Linked DNA regions of Capsicum annuum: region 1 is linked to region 2. A link is a contact called in public Hi-C data. All regions are on one chromosome and are shown on one strand. The core of a region is the stretch at or near the end of the contact, and the rest is flanking DNA. Distances in the headings are between cores, read along the strand shown.

Region 1 (4,907 bases), core at 1,461-3,960, 400 kb after region 2:
TGCAAGATATGCTAGCATGAATACTCACCTTGGTATCGGTAAGTTTTCCTGTTGTTTGTATTTGTGTATTTTTTCTTTGTACAGTTCGGCAATGCTGTATTTCTCACGTAATATGCTATTACCGTTGTTATAGAACAAAGCAGGAGGGATGATTTGGAATCTCTTGGATATGTACTGATGTACTTCCTAAGAGGGAGGTAAAATTTGCTGCAATTTCTTTCCTCACTATTGTTTTATTCAGCTTGTGTATGACATCTAGTTATTGCAGTCTTCCTTGGCAGGGGCTGAAAGCAGGAACTAAGAAGCAGAAGTATGAGAAAATTAGTGAAAAGAAGGTGTCAACAACTATTGAGGTAATTTATTTGCACAATTGGTTGTTGGAGTTTCTTTAGACATATTTATGGATCATTGGTCTACAATTTTACAGGCTTTATGCCGGGGTTATCCTACTGAATTTGCATCCTATTTCCATTATTGTCGTTCACTACGCTTCGAGGATAAACCCGATTATGCTTATCTGAAGAGAATATTTCGTGACCTCTTCATCCGCGAAGGTGTAAATGAATTTGAAAGATTTTTTGTAAGCTTTATATGGTAATATGCAATCTAAGCTCCCTTTACACTTCTATTTGCATTGCAGGTTTTCAGTTTGACTATGTTTTTGATTGGACCATATTGAAATATCAGCAATCACAAATTGCAGCTCCTCCTTCCCGACTCCTTGTAAGTGATGAAATATCACTTTTTTTTTTTTCTACGTGTTCTGAGCTTATATCTTATGATGGCTGCTTTTATTAGGGCCCTGGTGCTGGAACCAGCTCAGGCATGCCTCCAGTTATCCCTAATGCAGAAAGGCAGTCAGGTAATCTTCCAGTGTTACTGTCCTTATTCTTGTATTCTAAGTTGAGAACGTTGGGGTTTATGTTTAATGTATGGCTTCGTCGCCTTCGGGTGAGTATTGGTCGTGACCTACCTGTCTCTTCCATTTGGGATTTTCATTGCGCCTACTTCAAGATTTTGCAGGTGAGGAAGAAGGAAGACAACCAGCAGATGCTTCTCGAAGAAGAAACTCTGGGCCGCTTATATATGCAGGAAGTTTGTCCAAGCAGAAGAGTCCTCTCAGAAATGATTCTACCAGCAAGGATGCTATGGTAAGTATGAGTTGGATTAAATCTGAACTTATTAGATATGATGGTAAGATTCTGAAATTCTGGAGCTCTCAAAGGGCATGTCTAGGATATAGATCAGTCCATAATCGAAACAGCCTCTCTACCCCACAATAGTGAAGTGCTCTGAAGTTCTCAAATAACTCTTGCTTCAGAATTCAGATACAAAGAATCTAGTTCTGTATTTCCTTAGTCCCAGGAAAAACATAAGAAGATGATAGAGATCATGTGTGTTTCAAAGTTGAAATGGAACTTGATATATGCTATATATGATGGTGATCTTTTTGTCACATTATGATGAATCGTCCAATTTCTCAGTTGTCAAGCTCCACTTTCCTGGGACGATCAAGTGGATCATTGCGACGAGGTCTTGTTTCTGGTAGCCGTGAGACTTTCACTACGGGAAATGACTCTGATCCTACACGTTCTAGAATGCCTGAGGCAAGTCCAGCGACCATGCACAAAATATCAAGTGGACAGAGAATCTCCCCACTCGTTGGAGCACCAGATCCTAAACATGCTTCATCTGGCAGGAGTACTTCTGGTATGAAGAACTATGAATCCACACTCAAAGGAATTGAGAGTCTACATTTCGATGAGGAAGACACGGATCACTAATGTTTGGAAACCCTTTCATCACATTCTTGTAAATTTCTGACTTGTGTGATCCTCAAGTAGAATTGAGGCTTTGAAAGTTATTTTTTTAATGAGTTCCAGTTAGAAATTAGGGATCTGCGGGTGTGTTAGTGCAAGCAAGGTCTATTAATAGATGGATCTAAATGATGCTAAGCAGGATGTCAGGTGGTTTCAATACAAGCTCATTGTCGTGCATGCCTCTTTATGTTTCAAAGTTGTGCAATCAGACATCTTCCATACTCTTTAAACCTTGTCCAGATGATGGGGACTAGTGAAACTGTATATTGGTCATTGTAATATTTAAATGGTCCCCACTAATATTCTAGTTGAATGTCGGATGAGTGCAACAGCAGTTCCGTAAATTTTGGGTCCTGGTTCTTTTTCAAGTATGTGCAAAATGTTGTTTGCCAAGTTTATTTTGTAACAAGCTCAGGTTTACACCCATTGTATGGGAGAGATTTGGTTTATAAACCAATCGTACCCTTTGGGAAACACGTGGAAGATTGCGTCTTGAAACAACTGTATGAGCAACAAGCCCGGCATGAACATGGAAGATGACAATGGAGCCCAGACTAATAAAATGCTGTCTCAGGAAAATAATGACCAAGGAGTTTACCCTACAACTAGTTCGGTCCCTTTGAGTCCCAAGGTATCTGAACTCATTTTGGGCTATTGGTTGGATATTGATAAAAATGGAACATTGAATGTGGGATTCACTTTTTATTGAAAAAACCTCTGATAAATTTTTTTATAATTTTGTCGAGTCTAGAATGTCGAATTTGATAGGGTAGCATAGTTTATTTGCATGCATGAAGTTCCGAACGAATTCTGAGCACCTGATAGGAGTCTGTTGGGACTTTGGATTTTGTTGGTGCTACATCACCTGGTGCAGGCTATATTTAGTCTTTGCATTCACGAGGTTTTGACCATGTTCGCAAAGAGTTACGTCTTTGACCTTCGCGGTCGCGAGCCTCCTCCACGGTCGCAGTGAAGGGTTGATTCGACCCGGTCTAATTTCTTCTTTGCATTCGTGAAGGCTTCATGGTGTTCACCATGGTCTTCCCAATTGCGGCCATTCCCTACATTGGTGATGGGTGATTTTGTTGTTCCTTGCAATCGCGATCATGGGTCCTCACAATCACGAAGGGTAAGCCCCGATAGTTTAAAACCTTGTGTTCCTTCATCATTTTCCTTGTTAATTCTGCCCTTTTTCCTTATAAATTTCTAGAATTTAATTCTTGATTTCCTTAATGATTGATTCAAGCTCATATTGTGCTCAAATTTTTGAGCACATATTCGTTATTCTTAGAGGTACCTCGTGATAGATTCAATTTTGAGTTCCGATAATGGGTCCCACGAGCCTAGTTTTGACCCAATTCTTGGCTCAGGGTTTATTATTGCAATATGGGTCTGGTTTTACTGATAGTAACATTTAGATTATAATATTCATAGTGCGACGTAATTCAGAGTTTGAGGAGTTGAGACGAGCAATTCGTGGATGGTTTGACACTGTTGTTTAGCTATGAGATAGGCTATTGTCAACTTTTCTCTATGACATTGTGTATTGTATAGATTGCATGTGCGGTGGGGTTTTATAGGATAGGTTTAAGGCCATTCGTGCCTTCTTGTTGATATTTGACTTGTTAGGGCAATTTTAGTAGGGGCGTGCAAAAACCGAATCATCGATAAATCGAACAGATAAAAATGTTATTGAGCTAACGATTTTTTATTGATTTTATAAAATCTTTTTATTGGGTATATGGTTCGGGTTTGGTTTTAGCTTATTGGGTTATCGATTAAACCGATAAACCCAGTAAGGATATACTAAAATACTGTTTTACCCTAATTTATGTTATATATATGAATAATTATATTACTTATATATATAATATTTTAGACAATTCAGTAATTCACAAAGTATTAACCTATTCAAGGCAAAGACACAATACAAAGCGTGAGTATTGCCATATTGGAAAGTTTGAAACATTCAGTATAGCTTACAACAACTAGGATTTTTTTTTTCAAACTAACATTCAGTTCAAGTTTGAAGATTCTTGTTAATGAAAACATGTAGGAGTTTGGCGGCAACTAAGATTCTATTTTTTTTTATGTTAGTTGTTACTATTTTTATTTTATGAGTATTTTCTTATTGGTTTAACTGAAAATCGAACCGTTAAGGATAAAAAATCGATAAATCGAAAAACGATAAAAAATCTTATTGGTTGATTATTGGTTTTGCATATTTTAAAATTGAAAACCGATAAACCGAACCAATAACGCATAAAACCGAACTGAATCGATCCATGCACACCCCTAAATTTTAGAATAGAATTGTAGTTTGAGCCTTAGCCTATAATACTAGCTATATCTATAGGGTTATGTTAAGCATGCTACTTTCTTGGATCATAGGTTAACATTAGGGATTCCTAGTTTAGGACTTGTAGTTGTACATATTATTGTGGGTCATATTCTTAGATAAACCCTCCCAATAGCATGATGCCCTTATTTACCTTAGCATTCTATGCAATGATCTCGATATCCTTTTACCTTGTATATTATTAGACCCGATACCTTGGTTGCGATATTAGTTGGACACCAGGTTAGTTTCATGTGTCTGATAGAGCTATGATTTCAGTTTATAGATGCTTGAGTGCTTGCACTTCTATTGTTTGGATACTAGTGATGGCATGTATAAATTTATATGCACCCGCATTTATTTTATGGTATGATTCCAAATAAAACTTTGGTTTCTTATTAATATTCCCCAAAAGGATTTATTCTCACTTTTCACTTGTAAAGCATATTTTTTAAAATGGAAGTTGTACTATTCGTATTGTTGGTTTATGGCTTGTACTATTCGTATTATTGGTTTATGTCCTTTTATACTAAGCATACTACTTTTGAAACTCAAACTGATGTAGTTTCTGGTCCATTATCAAGCTACTCATTTATCATTATTTACTTATTTCGGTTGAGGAAGATTTCAACTCTTTTTACACTATTCTACCATTTTTCATTCTCACTTTGATCTTAACAATGGATTTTCTGCTTATTTAGCCTTTGATCAATTTCGAGCACTTATTATACTCTTATTTATCCCCGATA
Region 2 (4,897 bases), core at 1,442-3,941:
TCTAATCAATGCTCAACAATAAAAACTACAATTCTTTCCTGAGACAAGTAGCCAACTACATCAGTTCATTTGTTAGTGTTCATCAGCATTTTAGCCAAAAAAGAAAAAAAGAAGAAAGGACAAGATTCAATCTTAACGCTCAATGATATCAAGCTTCATTAGGTAGTTATGGTGTTAACCCACATTTAGCTGATCTTACTACCCAGTGATAAAGAGAAAAGTAAAGGAAGTTGATTTCCTAAATGAGCTAGTCCTCTAGCTTACTCAGCAATACCATAGTTGGAACATAAGATCCATAGAAGGTTGCAAAGCGAAATCTCAATCCAAGGCTTTTGATGTAGACAAACGCCTCTTTTTAATAGGTGATGTAGATAAAATACCTCAAAAAGTGAATTTAAATCAAGGTATAAGAGGATACAAGAAAATAACAACATAATAATACAAACCCTCATATCCGCCATGGAAGTCCGAGTACGTTTGCTTGGAACAGTAGTTTTAACCCTTTCTTCAAACTTTTGTTGCTCAAACTCATAACTACTGGGAGAACAATGACTTTGTGTACCCGTCTTACCCATGCCTGTCCCTGAAACTGATCGATCACTTGGGAAAAATGTCATGGGTCGGTCATTTGATAAAGCATCAGAGCGAGATCTCTTCCTTGATGGAATGCTTGGAAAGCATTTATTGAGCACAGATAAAGATTCGGTGAATATTTTTACACGTTCCCTGATATGTCAAGGATTTAAATGAGCACAATATCTCTTAAAAACCTCATTAAAAGTTGACTAGGAAAAGCATGTACAAGAAGAACACAGTATCCAGATAAACTACCTCGCTTTAGAGCAGCTTTCACGAAGACCAGTCTTCAGCCGTCTGGCCTCCTCTGCAGAGGGAGAAGGGAACAGTTTGCCTTTGGAAGACACCAAAGAAGAATCCTCCACTGGCACCCCTAAAGCTAAACTGGTAAGCTGCTTGAAATCAATAATCCGATTAAGCTTGTGGTCCGTAACCATAGCTTTTGGATCAAAGCGCAAGCATTGGAAAAAGTTAACCGCATCTGTACGTGTTATTGTTGAAGTGCTTCTAGTCATGTTTGGAAGAGAAGATAAGATTGGATTCTCCATGTTCTCACGGAAGCTACCTGACCGATCCAATGAAGCAGTAGGTGCATAAGATCCACGCTGCCCAGAGGCGTGCAGTGGCCTATCTGGACTACTAGAAGATAGATCAAATTTGCTAGCTGCTGACATTGCATCAATTTGCGAACACTCTTTGTGTAACCCACCCAGCGAACACAGCTGTGCATGGCACTGCTCCTCAAGAATAACGCATGAAACCAACTCAATCTCCTAAAAAATGTGCATGAACATAGCACTTCTGCAAGGATACCATCATGCAAACATGAAACCCACTCCACACAAATCCAAGACTAACTAAAAGCTGTGTAACCTACTGGCAGCTCTAAAAAAATTGAGTTATAACTAAATCTGTTATGCTCGTTTATAGCTACTTAAAAAGCTCAGAAAAAAGGCCAAAATCAACGAACAATAATGAATGACATAAGGATACAAGCAAGAAGATATAGACACATAAATATCGCGACAACTAATTCTAAACTCAATAAATGAACAAGTCGACAAATTTTTTTTCTTGTAAGGATTGTCATGCATTCCAACAGCTTCTATTCATGAAACTATTTATTCACTTTCTAAAGTATTCAGCCAACAAAGAGCTGAACACTGTCAGCACTCAGCAGCGGACTAAACAAGCCGTAAGACTCATCACATCCAAATATTAAATAGTAATAAAATAAAATTTTGAGTTCAGAGCTATGTTCTTGAACTAGGTCCACTGATACTTCTAACATTTGCTATTATTTTTGTAATAGCCAGCAGTTATAGCAATCAACACTGATTTATATTTTCTCCTTTTCTCAAAGTTTGACCACAACATTCATCAAACGGCAGACAAAATTTCAAACAATGCTACCGATATGAAAAATCGAAAATAAACAATTTTTCGGTGATCAAAGACTCAGATTTGACACCCACACTCTCCTTCACTTAACTTGAACAAAATGCCAAAAAAAAGAACCATAAATACAAACAACCCATAATTAGAAAAATTAACAAAAAGCAGCAAAAGATTTGTATATAAATCTATATTTATATCTCACTAGGTGGGAATATACAGGGTTTGTTGTTGTTGTATATATATATATATTACCTGGCAACTTTAACTGTATAAACACACTAATAAAATCTCAAACAACCGCGTGATCTGCACAGCCTTGGATGCCAAAAATCTGAAATGTATAAAAATTACCATCAAAAAAAAATTAAAGTAACTCGGGGTTCAATTAGGGTTTTGAAAAGTTCGATTTTGTTAAAACAAAATTAAAAGAATAGCTCAAACAAAAGGGGAAAAGAAGAATATCGTACACGTTCAAAAACAAAATGAATATTCAGATATGAATTTGTGTATGTGAGAGAGACAAATATTCCCATGAAAAAAAGACATGAAATATAATAAGTAGAGAAAAATCATTACAGGAACGTAGAAAGAGTCCGTTGATCGGTGGAAGGAGGTCAGGTTGTTCCAGCAATAACGTGGTTTTTTTTTTCCTTTTTTTTAATTTTCTAAAGCCCCAAACACGAATACAAATTGGACCAAAACCACATTTTGGGCCTCCTACTTCTATCTATCTTCCACCAGCCCATGTTATCTGCCAAATAATCACTTTTTTAAGTTACCAATTACGTAAGATTTACCCCTAGTTTCATCAAAAGTAATTACTAATATTTAGCCAATTCATAACTAGTGGGACAAAATAACGCTGAATTAAACCTACCTTCTTACACTGAAATTTTCACCTGTTGTTGCTTTGTTGCTTTTGTGTTGTGTTAAAAAATAATTTATATATATATAAAAGTAAAATTTAGGTTAGACAAAATGTCATGTGTCAAGTTATTAAATTAGCCACGTGGCAATTTTTAAGACAATATTTAATGATGTTGTGATAAAAAAATTTAAATTAAAAAATATTAGAAAGTTTGAAACTTTTAAATGATGCAGTAAATTTAAAAATAAAAAAAATGTGGGTCATTTAAAACAACTTTTTAACCTAATAAAAAAGGTGCAGTAAATTTTAAAAAAAAAAAAAAGAAAAAGAAACTTAGGCCTAGACAAGACTTTTAGAAGAAGAAGAAATATTATAAATTGAATTATATTAAATAAATAGTAGTAATAATAATAATAATAATAATAAAAGTAATAATAAATAAATAAATTATAGTTTTAGCAGTAGTAATACGTTGTTCTGGTAAGTAATAGTTTTAATAATAATAAGATAACAATAACAATTTTATAGATTAAAGGATAAGTATGAATTTTATTTTAAAAAAATAAAGGATAAAGGATAGAATTTGTATTAAATGTTATCTTTATGTTCCAAATAGACTTCTACTCTTTCATAAATTTATTTCTATTAAATTTAAATGTTACATAATATATTTAAATATAATTTATTTAAATGTTAAATTAAAGATGAAGCTATAGTAATTTAATAATAATAATAATATAATTTCATAATGATGGAGAAAAAAGAAATAGGCTAATGATAAAGAAGTTTATCTAATTCAAAATCTTTCACCGATTAGGATAATGGATAAATATAAAATTAAAGAAAGACTTTTTAAAAAAATTTAAATGTTTTCACATAGCTTTATATTAATAGACTTATGAATATTTGTTAAAAGAATTCCTCATTCTTTGTTAATGTGGTAAACGATTTTTTAAAAATTGGAAGTTTATTGGCAACTGCTTTTAGTAATTGTGCGGAAGTGTTTTTAATTTTTTTAAAATAAATTTGTTTTGTGATGGGAAGGTAATTATTTTCTTTTTGACATTCAACATATTAGAATTGAATTGGAATAGAATTTTTCCTTCATAATCTCTCTTATATATATTCACTCATATTCTGTCATGTGATGTTAAGTTTTCTTCTTTCTATTATTGATTACTGATTATTAGGTTTATTTATGAATTTACTTATTACATTCTTTATTTTTAAAAAAAACTTTATTTGATTTGACCTTTTATTTTTATATGCAGATGATGATGATGATGTTTAACAACTATTTTTATTATATTCGGGTATGAATTCAAGTAAGTGATATTTTTCATTATAATTTTGTAAAAGTAATTAAATACATTCTTAAAATTATTATTACACAATGCTAGACTAAGTAATTGCTACTTTAAGTAAACTTTGATTATTAGGGTTTAAGTTCGAGATTTGATTGAGGAATATAATGAAAAATTATTATTCATAACTTAACAATTTTATGCTTGTGAACAATTTTTGCAGTTCATGACAAAGCAAATTGCAGGTTCTGAAATGGTTGGAGAAAATTTAAAATAAATAAATAAATATTATTTTTATACAATTTGCAATATTTTAACTCAATTATTTTGATGGTGAAAGTAAAATATTTTATAGTGAAAATATGAATGAAAGGTAACAAAAAGAAAAAAAAAAGATACAAGTAAAAAGAAGATATGTTTTAATATTTTTTTATAAAATTAACTAAACGGAGAGAACTAGCCTAGCATAAATAAGAAAATAAAATAAAACAATAAATGTAAAAATATTAAAAGAAACATATATTGTGATTTAAATAATAAAGATAAATATTGTATTTGTAAACAGATAAAATAATAAAAATATTCATGCTTTAAATCTATGCACGTATACATATAAATTATTTTTCGAAAATTAAATTTTGTTCTTTCTTTTTCTCTTTTAACTTGGTTATTAAAGAATAGAAAAAGACGACATTATCAAGATTAGTTTATTACAATTTGAAGATAAAAATAATCGTGTGAATTTGCAGTT

Evidence for each region. A called contact is a pair of places that touch in the nucleus more often than the background predicts.
Region 1: a Hi-C map of leaf shows a contact between it and region 2, with 4 times the contacts expected there. The contact joins the enhancer-like site here to the promoter of LOC107870724 in region 2. A contact is called at or near these places in 2 of 5 Hi-C or Micro-C datasets (leaf and placenta).

What each region holds. Positions count from the first base shown.
Region 1 is chr5:99,537,146-99,542,052 of UCD10Xv1.1, forward strand. It overlaps LOC107870725 (casein kinase 1-like protein 2), which reads left to right. Exons shown (of 14, transcript XM_016717333.2): 7 at 1-38; 8 at 134-197; 9 at 269-353; 10 at 428-554; 11 at 641-723; 12 at 799-862; 13 at 1,024-1,151; 14 at 1,485-2,164. The coding sequence ends at 1,784. Among protein-coding and RNA genes, the nearest start is that of LOC107870725, 17 kb to the left of the region's middle. Within about 2 kb of position 2,711, at least 4 of the 5 cell types and tissues checked have an H3K27ac peak or open chromatin away from gene starts, as enhancers often do. A contact at or near this core is called in leaf, where this site is marked.
Region 2 is chr5:99,137,131-99,142,027 of UCD10Xv1.1, forward strand. It overlaps LOC107870724, which reads right to left and starts at 2,692. Exons shown (of 16, transcript XM_047413104.1): 1 at 2,551-2,692; 2 at 2,227-2,305; 3 at 832-1,377; 4 at 447-726. The coding sequence starts at 1,250.